Regions from separate parts of the Cyprinus carpio genome. Here region 2 is linked to region 1. The links are chromatin contacts, called in public Hi-C maps. All regions are on one chromosome and are shown on one strand. The core of a region is the stretch at or near the end of the contact, and the rest is flanking DNA. Distances in the headings are between cores, read along the strand shown. Region 1 has its middle 39 kb from the start of LOC109065711. Region 2 holds the start of LOC109065711 (ADP-ribosylation factor-like protein 4A).

Evidence for each region. A called contact is a pair of places that touch in the nucleus more often than the background predicts.
Region 2: a contact with region 1 is called in a Hi-C map of red blood cells, with 9 times the contacts expected there. The contact joins the promoter of LOC109065711 here to the enhancer-like site in region 1. A contact is called at or near these places in 7 of 8 Hi-C or Micro-C datasets (liver, red blood cells and skeletal muscle).

The regions. Positions count from the first base shown.
Region 1 is chrB19:9,612,355-9,618,312 of ASM1834038v1, forward strand. No RefSeq gene overlaps it. Among protein-coding and RNA genes, the nearest start is that of LOC109065711, 39 kb to the right of the region's middle. Within about 2 kb of position 2,882, at least 1 of the 8 cell types and tissues checked has an H3K27ac peak or open chromatin away from gene starts, as enhancers often do.
Region 2 is chrB19:9,650,967-9,657,026 of ASM1834038v1, forward strand. LOC109065711 (ADP-ribosylation factor-like protein 4A) reads right to left here and starts at 3,453. Exons shown (of 2, transcript XM_019082717.2): 1 at 3,298-3,453; 2 at 869-2,630. The coding sequence starts at 2,492. The coding sequence ends at 1,887.

The sequences.
Region 1 (5,958 bases), core at 1,632-4,131:
AAAATATTCCTTCCATCAAACAAAAGGCAGAATTTCTACAGCATTCTAAAAATAAATGTTTTTATAAAAATATTTCTGATCTTCAAACTGTCAGTTTGCTGCTTTGGCATGTGCACATCACACTGAACGTGATCCAGCAGGGATCAGAAATATTTGATAAAAATGTATTTATTTATTTATATATTCATTTATTTATAATGTGTAGCCTACTTATAGCAAATAGTGTTTATAAAATTCTAAATTAAATTTGATTCTAAATTCAAATTTCACAGTATTTACCTCCTGATCTGAAACCAGGTATCATTATTATAGTCAGTATTAATTCGAAAATAATGTATTCTTTGTGTTTTTAAAAAATTCTAAGGTAGTAAAACGATAGTTAATATTTCGTGTTACCCATTTCAAGTCTCATTAATCGAAGAATCACCCACTTTTTCCAGTTACTTTTATAGTTTATTCTGAATTCCCTTGCTTTTTATAGCTTCATGAGTTTTATCACATGTATTGTTTTATTTTATTACAGAGAGCCTAAATGAAACCCAATGTGCCCGGTTTCAGAGCTCTATGAACATGAGATAAAAGTCAGTTCCTCAATGCTACCTGTAGTAAAACAGACAATCCCATGAAGATGACTAAATTGGTTCTATAAGCAAGGTGAAATTCAGATACATACTATACATCATAAAATTTGTCAAATTATTCCAAAGTTGGACACTCAGGATGAAGCTTATCTCACTTAGGGGACCGCTTGATTCTGAGCGTGACGAAGCAACCTGAACATCTGTTTCTTCAAACATAGATAAAACAACGCTTAGCTTTCAAAGACATCATTGCCCCACATTTGTTAATGATGAAAATGATTGCATTGCCAGAAATGATTCCTGCTCTTCTCCAGCAACAGACAGGCATAGCATCCAAAAACCTTCTACCATCCCTGAGCCAAATTTCCACTAGAAATCAAAAGTTGGAAGGGCTTGCATGTTCAGATCTTCCAGTAAATCAGGTTGATCAAATGAGTTAATGTCTGACTGGCAAGCATCATCTGTCATGCAGCTCATGTTTGGACCATGCCAAGTTCCACACTCACACTGGCGACATCACTCTCTTACCCGCAAAGAACGACAGGATTCCTTTATTCAACCTTCTGGAATCATGTTCGTCTCTCATCATTTGTGTTCCACCATAAAGCACTAACACGTCTTCTGTCGCACTGGGACAAATCACTTTAAAACACTTCATACCCGTGACCACTGTATTTAAATGTACCGTGTGCATTTTGAGAGATAGAATTTGGAAAGTTCACTGATAAAAGCCAGAGAGGAAAACTGCTCTGCATCAGAGAGAAAGGACTATGACTTCACACACTGTCTCTCCTCAAACGCACCCCTCTCTCAGTCTTTCTCTCTCGCTCAGTCATTGATTTGTCTCCGCATTACAGAGTAGCCTGATGATGTCATGGTTTGCAAGCACTGACAGCAATGCATTGAGCCATGCCAAATTTCCATAAAATTTATGTTATGATTAACCCATCCATCCATTCCCCCTTTTTTTTTTTTTTTTTTTTGAGGTTTCAGATCATTTTGTGCTGAGAAAAGAACATATAAAAAAATATATACTAAAAAAAGTAAATTAGCTTTTAACAAAAAGTAGCTTTTATGTACATGCAGATCAAAAAGATCGTGATTTATCACATCCTAAATAAAAGTTTTTGTTTACATATTATATGTGTCTGTGTACTGTGTATATTTTTATGTATATATAAAGACACATACAGTATATATTTTGAAAATATGTACATGTATTTACATGTGTATATTTAAATTAATATAATTTATATTATATATTAATATATTTCATATATAAACAGTATATTTTTTATGTGTGTGTATTTATATATACATAATAAATATACACACACACATATATTATGTAAACAAAAACTTTTATTTTGGATGTAATTAATCTTTTGACAGCACTTATATGTATCGAATTAATACCTTTTTGATCTGCATGTTCTTAAAAGCTATTTTTGTATTGCTTAATACAATTTTAAGGGGTAAAGCATGGTAATGAATATAAAAATTCTAGGTTTTTGCCTTTAACTGCACTAGGTTTTCTTTGTGCTTCTTTTTTCATATCCACTTTTATAGTGCAGGTGGAATAATTCAAAATGTATTGTTGTATAAACAGTTGACCAGGTTATAGATTTTATCTGACAGTGTTCTCTGATTGAATTGTGGCCTTTAATCAAAGCTAACAGCGCCATCATGTGGTCTTGTCTGGAATAGGCATGTGGAAAAAAAGTCAAGATATGCTAAGTATAAAATTATGTAAATATTTGCATTCTCCTTTACAAACCTGTGTGTCATCTAATTTAACTGTAATGGCCTGATCTTTTTACACTATGTTATACAAGTACAATGGCAAACTGAGTTTGCCAATACAACTGATGAGCCACTAGGTGGAGGTGTTGTAATCTAAACCATGACAGCCAAAAAATTATAATATTCCAGTTGCTGGAAAATTTAAAGTTGGACAGCTGATTCTTGAAATTTCAACTACTAAATAATTTGTCATCTCCCTATTAGGTTTCATGTACTGCTATTTCCAGTAAGCCACTTTAAAGAACTTTGTCCGTAAGGCATTTCTGAGCTTTTATTTGATCGCCTGTCTGTTCCTTTTACAAATAATTCCTCTATGTAGTCCATTATATTCACTGAATTATGCAATCAAAGTCTCTTTATTCAACTGTATAAAAGCACACTGTGTTCATGTTGTTTTTGGACCTGAGAATCATGGGAAGTTAAGTGCTCTGAGTGCTGTGGGTCAAGGCTGAGAGGAAATATAAAACAAAAACAGTTTAAAGCTGCTTCACTGGACATGTACAGCACAGCACTACAACTGCTAAAACTGAATCATCTCGGTCTCCGCAAGCCTATTATCTGACGCTACAGAATAATGAACTAGGATGAAATGGAGTTATCACCTCAGGGCTTATACTGTATGTGTGGGAGAGAAAGCAAGCGCTTTCTGGAAGGAACACAGGGAGAGATGCCCTGGAAATCAGGTTCGGAACACTGGTTGCTGGAGGAGGCAGTGAGTTATATTAAGTAGAACACACACAGATACCTAATTCTTTACTTGAGTTCTGTTTTAGAGGTCAATGCTCTAAATAGCTGTATTTCAGTGGAATTCCAGAGATCTGTGTGGATTCAAACACAGTAGGAGTAAAGCTCTACAGAAACAGTGGGTTCATGAATCTAGTCATGAACTGAGTAAATAATTCAACTGATTTGAGCGCTTCAGTATTGATATTGAAAAACGAACTGTATGAACTGTATGTACATATTATCAGACTCTGTTTGGTGTTTTGTGTGTGTTTAGTTCAAGCTTGTGTTTCCTTATGCCCATATTTGGTTGTTCCTGTCCTCTTGGTTCCATTCTCAGTTCATTAGTCTCCACCTGTGTTTGTTTATTTGATTCAGGTGTGTTCAATTTAGTCCCTGGTTAAGTTGTGTATTTAATATGGTCTGCCCAATGTTTCTTTGTCGAGTCTTAAATGTCATCTCGTGTTTGTATTTCTGCTTTTCTCATGTTAGTGTTGAAAAATTTGTTAAATCAACGTTATTATAGGTTTGTGAATCATGTATAGTTTCAATACAGAAAGATTCATACTGAATGTTGAACACTAACTTGCAGTCATAATCTGAGGTCATTTGTTCTTCTATTGTTTTTCCTCTCTGCATCCTCTTCTGTCTGTGTACTTGAGGCTCTTTGACTTATCTGGAGCATGTATGAAGGATCCCAGCACGAAGCCAGGTTTGTCAGGTAGGATGGAGGCTGGGATGACATAGATACATTAGAGAGAAGTGCTACCAGAAGCATGAATGAGATGATGTTACCAGGCACATCCCACGAATAGTGAACAGTTTAGATAAACTTTTATACAGCAAAAAATTGACTTCGCGAAAATAGCTAGTTTTAAATGCATCAAATATCTAAATTTCTCCACTAAACATTGGGATTTTATATTTCCCACTTGGTCTGATTGCCGCGGGGCCCGTTGCGACCGCACCAGCTGCACATAAGGACGGCCCTGATTATAGTAACAAGCTATTTCCTTTTAATTATTAGTTAATTACATTTTAATTTAGCTGTATCCCACATTTTGTTACCACATGATTTTGCACACAAGGTGTTTTGTCAAACTTGAACATTTAACTCTGTTACAAACATTACTGTATGACCAAATAAATATCCTTTCTTTAATTTAGTGGAAATATAGCTTCAGCTACTATAAATCCACCTTTGCCCCCAAACTTGCTAGTTACTGAATGGTGGCCTTATTTAAAGGGATAGTTCACAAGTTCACATATAAAGTCTGATCAACACAAAAAGGCGTAGAGCTCATTAAATATGGTACAATGAAAGCTCAATCATACTTGCTTAAAGCACAAGAACCAATGGTGATTTCTTGTGCATCCAACAAGTGCATTTGAGCTACCATTTTTACCATATGTGCTCTATGCATGTTGATCAATGTTTATACAGTACACTCTTAAAAATAAAGATTCTTTATTGTCATCTGTGGTGCCATGAAGAACCTATAAGATGAACGGAACCTTTCTGTTGGACAAAACATAATTTAAAATTTTAAATTTAAAGCCAAAACGGTCCTTTAGATACTTATTCTTCACACTTAGAAGAAAAAATGGTTATTTTAGGAGCTGTTCACTGAAAGGTTCTTTGGAAAACCAAAAATGCTTCCAAAAATTGCTGTTGAGAGGGTGTGTGAATAGCCTGTTCATCACATAAAGTGATTGTGTCTTTTCAGAAGACTTATATCAAACCATTCAGTGCATATGTACAGTATTACTTCTGGTGGAATTGGTGGAAACATGGAAGATGTAATAAGATGAAACACTAAAAGAGGATGCTATAAGAAATCAACATTGGCACATGTAAAGCCGTTACATGAAACGTGCTATGTATCACAGGCAGTAAAAAAAAAAAAAGATGTGAAAAAACAGCATTTATTAGAACCATATTATACTTCTCGTTTCCTAACATGTTAAACCTATTATGGTTGTGTTTGTGTGTTTTGAGGTTGTGTAAAGCAGGATGTACTCTACAGTGTGAGCTGTGAACAACCAGACCAAAGTGGAAAAAGGTGAGCCCAGATGAGCGTCACATGAGAAGTGAAAGTTACTCAGGATTTTTTTTTTACTCCTATTTTTCTGCAGGAAACAGGCAGTTTTGATGTTTTCCAAAACAATGTGTGTCAGAAAGGCGGGACAGATCATATACGCTCCATGAAATACTCAAGAGTGTTATAGAGCAGGGAACGACTCAGTGAAGAAGAAAACAGCAATGCAGTGAGAGCAGAATAAATTCAGAGCACATCAGCTCATCATGGGATCTTTCCAAGCTTCATATGAAGTCTCCAGGGCTCTCCTCATCTTCAGAGTTGAAGGAAATCCAGTGTTAAAGCTCCACTGCGCTGCGTGACTGGGAGCAAACAGATAAACATCCATCCGTGCTTGTGTTTTCCGTGTTTGCTCCCAGTAGAAGAGAAGAACTAAAAAACTACAAAAAAAACAAAAAAAAGAAACACAAAACCCACATACAGCACCCAAACAAACACAGACACTCCCACATCTGTCACCAGAATAGAGGTTTTGAGACGTGTTTCGAGGACTCCGCTGGGGGAAGAAGGCCTCTTCTTGTTTTCGACACGTCTAATCTCTGTAAGCCTCATCGCTTTCAGAGTTTTTGATGTCGAGATAATGCCACATGTGCACCCCCGGAAACCTTAAACCCTGTTCCTCCGCAAACACACCAGGGATTGTCGGTAGCGAGCGCTGCAGATTATAGAAAGATTACTGGGGGTCAGAGGTCAGATAAATGTTTCACTGCAGCTGATCGTGTTGAAAATACATTCTGACACCTTCAAAAGGA
Region 2 (6,060 bases), core at 2,203-4,702, 39 kb after region 1:
TAAGCATGAACTTTCAGTTGGTTTGGCTTGTTATGCAAGAACATTTTATTTTTGTTTTTAGGGGTCAATGACACGTAAGACTGTCCATGATGAAGAAAAATGTAAAAAAAAAAATACACTAGATATATTATTTATTTTTAATATACTAGATATCTAATAATATACCAGAAACTAGATTAAAACACATGTGCCAAGTTAGTTTTTCTTAGAAATGTACTGTCTGATTTCAAGTTGGTTTCATGAAAAACCTAACTTTAAAAAAAAGTTGGTTTAACCTGTTTTTCCTTACACCTTGAATACAACCTAATCTTTTTTTTTTTTTAAATGATATATTTTAAAATATATTTTTATAGGTTTTTTATTTATTTAGAATTGTTTGTTGATTTTCATTGTTTTAATTACTTTTTCTTCATTATGGTATCGTCCTGACATTTTTGACTTTATGACAAAACAATTAAATTCAGAACTTAAAGTCATTGTAACATTTTAAAATAATTATAATTTATTTATTTATTTATTTTTGCATTTTTATAGCTGATGATTCTGAAATGCATAATTAAAAGTAAACACCACAATGTACAAATGAAATAATTGCACTCTTGCAGCACCTTTAACATTTATATAGGTGTTCAGTGACAGTAAAGTACATCCTGTTTGGTCACATGCCTAGAACGCGACGAATACAGGTCACGTCATGTTACCTATTTTGCATGTCTTAATGACTTTATAAAGGAACAACCTTCTGTGACTCAACTGTGACGTGCGTCAAACAATTATCAGATTAAAAATGCAATTAGTGACCTTGTCAGGTCATAAACTTTGATAACTAGTCATGCAACAGGTAGTAATGAGGACTCAAAACATGATGTTTAGTGTAGTTGTGGATTTATTCAAAGTGTACAAATTCTGACACATAAATATGAACATCCCCCAACACACAAGCACTGAGTGACAAACTGACACATTTGAATGTGGAACAGTAGATATATAAAAAAAAAGCTTCACTCGAAGCAATACATTACTTTTTTTGTAGCATGATAAACTTAAAAAAAAAAATCAGATGCTGCAAGTTCATAGTTTACAAAAGGGAATTGCTAAAGTGCATTTAAACATCTCTTGTTGTTCAGGGAAGCACACACTGTAGGTACAGCTAGAAATGACACCAGTAGTCCTCAAACTTGGGAGAAGCTACTGCATCAACATGTTGAGTTAACCTCTTGACAGTTACCACATTCACTTGTTGAACTACTTTAGTGGTCCACCCTTCTCCAATCTGATTTCAACATTTGTGCATTCCCAAACAAGTGATCCATAAAGCTTATTCTGGTTCCCCTGTCCACCGGGACCACAAACACCCAGGGAAAATGATGGTTGGCCATTCTGGATAAAACCATTGGGGGAAAACACATCACCTGAATGTATACATTGGATTTTTCATGATGTCCATGGCAGCTTTGGTACTCAATCCTTTCATTTCAAGACTTTACATGAATGCTAGGATGCTAGGATACGTGTAACACTTCAGACGCAAGGACAAAGACTTTAGGGATAGGTCTTCGTCATTTACAAGTTCATGTCCAGTGTTGTCTTTCATGAGAACTCAGTGTACAACAAGACCTGTTGACATTTTGTAACACTTGTATTGATGTAAAAGTTCCATGTGATCGTCCCACCGCTGCTGCAATCCAACAACTAAAGTGGCAAATCAATGTTGTCCTCTTGCGGTCTCTGAACTGTATTTATTCAGAACCATTTGACTGATAAAACTCAGCCCGCCAAAACAATAATTCCAGGAGCGCAGGGCCACAATGGCCCATGGCACATCACCAGCAGAGCCACCATAGAGGCCTACCACCACATCCAGCTCACATCCCATCACCAAACAGTCATCTTTTCCTCTTCTGCTGCCTCATCATCTTTCTCCGCTTGATGATCATGGAGTGGAGACGTTCCAGGCCTTCTTGTAGACCTTCTCCGATGATGGCACAGGCTGGTTGGAGGTGCCAAGGCGTATGAGAGCCAAGCTCGTTCAGTGCCAACATCTGTTCGACTTCCCCTAGTGGCAATGCGCTACGCAGGTCCTGCTTGTTAGCAACCACCAACACGGGCACCCCCTGGTTCTCCTGGAGCCGTGTGATCTTATGCAACTCCGTCTTGGCCTCCTCCATGCGTTCGGCATCTACAGAGTCCACTACGAACACAAGGCCGTCGGCACACCGCGTATAGGAGCGCCACAGAGGCCGGAGCTTTTCCTGACCTCCTACATCCCAGAAATGAAAGGCTGCAGTCCGGCTTTTCCCACCAAGAGTTACCTTGATCTTCTCTGTGTTGAAGCCTTTGGTGGGAACTGTGTTCACAAACTCATTAAAGCGTAGCCGGTATAATACGGTAGTCTTACCGGCACAGTCCAAACCGAGAATAACAATGTGCAGGGCCTGAAAGGACGGCAGGCAGGGAAATAGGGCATGGGGCTCTGATAATCCATTCCCCATCTTGTTCCGCCACTCTGATGAGGATGAAAGTGAACGCGGAGACTCAGGAGACCAGGTGTCGCCGCTGCTACTGCTGATACTTCACCAAATATTCACAAGGCTTCTCTCGTTCCCCTGAGAAGCTGCTGCTGCTATAACCTGAAACCAAATGAAAAAGGAGATGATGCAATGAGGCCAGCAGTGGAGCACCATGACATACACACTTTTACAGCTCTCCGTTACTTGGCTGTTCATTCTAAGTAAGCATGCTTCTCTCTTTGTCATTCTAAAAGGCACACACATTCAACCTAGCTGGGTGTCATTCAGTTCCAGTGATGGTGAATGAAGGATGAAACAGCAGGAAGCCCATTTGCACATGTAGCGCCACAGGGGCACCAGAATTACGCATCGGTAAAAATCCTAGCGCGCAAAGGCTCCTGTTCATCTATTCTTGCCATTTTATTGTTTAACAGTAGTTGCCAGTTGCAAATAGAGAAAAATGCTCAAGCTGGCCTATGTAAAAGGAGAAAACACCAGTCTGTCGCAGATATCTATGGCCATCTGTAAAAGCGCTTTAGGAGGGGCTCATCTCCATACATAAAGACATGAATTTTGTCATCATTTTCTCCCCAACAAGTGATTCAACATGAGATTCATTATTATTTTGTGCGCTAAAAATGCTTAACGGGTTCCAGAACGCTATAGATGTATTACCAAAATAATAAGTTACTCTAAATTACATTATTACACAGAATAATGCTATTTTTCTACAATTTAAGCTTTGTATGCACCCGCGTATGGAAATAAAATCTCATTCGGCACCCACCTTATTTAGTGCGATCCTTGCGTTACTCGTTAGATGAAAACGTTTGCGACTATGTCCAAAATATTGTTGCCATTCAGATCAGCTGAGCCGACAAGTGTATCCGCTCCCCGTAACAGCGCCTGTTTCACTGACTCTACAGCGGGCTGCCTTCCACTTCATTCTCGCAGGCTTGGCTCCGCCCACTGTGTAGAACTACGCGCTGATTGGTTCAATTCAGTGAGCGCGTGTTATTTTCCTTGGAGTTTGATTGGTGAAAGGTCAAGCCCGTTGTCGTTTTGGACACACCTTTTCACCACCTGTTCAAGTCGCTCGAGGCGTTTAAAGTTTGAGACGCGCTTACAGGTGAGCGTTACTAGGTTATCAGTAACCTAATTCAGTTCTTTAGCTAGTATCCAAAAAGAAAGGAGTGCAGTTTCTGTTATTGGGAAATATCCACTTCATCTAATAAGTTAATGTTTCACTGAGTTGGACACTGCTTAAAAGATTCAGTGAATCATTTAGACTAAATACGAACTGATTCAGCCCGCGTGTGAGCAATTCATTCAAAAGAACCGATTCAAAAGAGTCATTCATTCACGAAACGGATATCACTGGTTCGCACCTTAACATTTGTGTGCATAAAGGGCCCCAGTAGAAGAGTCTTTAACTTTAAAGGAAGTAAAGAAAAGCTCAAAGTGTGAAAACTAACTGAATTGCTGTGTAGTGGAAAGCAAAATGCAATAAACATTAGTGAGCCAGCGCTGTCAAAGAAAAGTGTATCAAAGTGTCAGAACAATTAGCGGTGCTATCAACACACAATTAGCCCGTGATGGACGTGCTGTCACGTACACCACACATCCATTCATACACTGAATGCCCTAGACTCCCGTGATTACCCGTCCTGCGTCTTCAAACAATCGTTCGTCTGAGCCGCTTAATAAACTAGCCAGTTCAGTACAAATTAGTCTATCACTTAAAAAGATGATACTGGAACCCCATTTCAATGAAGTCTAGTGTAATGTGCATATTCAACAAAGGTTAACAAATATGCTACGTTTTAAAAAATAATGCATGAAAACTGTTTTAAATGTTCGTTTTTTTTTTTGTTTTTTTTACAATCAAGACTGTTGGGTAAGAACTTTGCGGTTTTGACAATCTAAACTTATTTTAAGTAACATATATTATAACTGAGATTAAACAGCACTCCATATGTGTTAACCTATAGTTTGGATGAAGGGTTTCGCCAATTCCGATAATGGATTTCTTGCGTAAAACGTTTTGTTTCACTTGTGCGCCATCTTGTGGTAATGGAAGGAATGGGCTCTGATTATTCACCCATTGCTTAACTCATTTAAGCCCATATTATGCCTGTAAGATTCACCTGAAACAAACTGCAGTCAATACAGTTTTATTAGTAGTCAGGGCTGGATTGGTAATCGGGCATACCGGGCATTTTCCCGGTGGGTGACGCTCTAAGGGGCCGACAGAATGTTTTTTTTTTTTTTTTTTTTTTTTTTGCCGAGGACCATCACACACGGACAGCGAGCAGCCAGTGGCCCATTGGTTTGTCTTGTGTATTGACAGTGTAAACATCCAATCACAATGCGCTATAGACAGAGCGATGAAGTATTTTGCTCCACCTGTATAAAGATCGCATCACCCCAACTTCTTCCCACGTTTTCCAAGCAGCTTTATCAGGAGCAGCCTTGCTCTGCGGTGAGTGATGCGGGCCAAAGAGCCAGGTAGGAGGAGAAGAAGAGAGTAGCTGAATCGGTAAAGTGCTTGATGGGACTCATGTGTGTGCACGCCATGTGTAGAATACGTAAACACTTTTTAATAAAACATAAATTCGCCCCCCACGATTTTTTGGTCAAGTCAAGTGTGTTCATAGAGGTTTCCGTGGGCCAATGCGAATAAAGCTAGATTTAAATGATAAAAGACACATATTGTCGGACCTGATGTTATTCTTATCCAAAACAAGATGTGATATGAGTGTGATACATGTGCTACATACTTTCTACCAGTCAAAAAAGTTTGAACAGTAAGAAAGATCCAATAGAAAAATCCAATGATCAGCATTTATCTGAAATAAAAAGCTTTTGTAAAATTATACATATACCATTCAAAAGCTTGGAAGTATAATTTTTACTTTCTTTTTTATTATTATTGGGGAAATGATAGAAATTCATACTTTTATTTAGTAAGGATGCTTTAAACTGATCAAAAGTTACAATAAAGACATTTATAATGTTACAAAAAAAATCCTTTTTAGATAAATGCTGTTCTTCTGAACTTTCTTTCCATCAAAGAAACCTGAAAAAATTATACTCTGCTCTTTTCACCATAATAATAATAATAAATGTTTTTTGAGCAGCAAATCAGAATATTTGAATGATTTCTGAAGGATCATGTGACTGGAGTAAAGATGCTAAAATTTCAGCTTTGAAATCGCAGGAATAAATTACATTTTAAAATATATTCAAATAGAAAACAGTTATTTTAAATAGTAAAAATATTTCAAAATATTACTGATTTTGCTGTATTTTGGATCAAATAAATGCAGGCTTGGTGAGCAGAAGAGAATTCTTTAAAAAATATATTAAAAATCTTACTGTTCAAAAACTTTTGACTGGTATGTATATATGTATATTGAAGTGGTGGTGGGTCGACTTGGACCAAAAGTGCCAGGGCCGATTTTTTGTCCCAGTCCAGCCCTGTTAGTAGTAGTAGTAGTAGTATTGGCCACAACTGTAACCAGTGGGAAATTTTAGTGTTAAAAAAAAA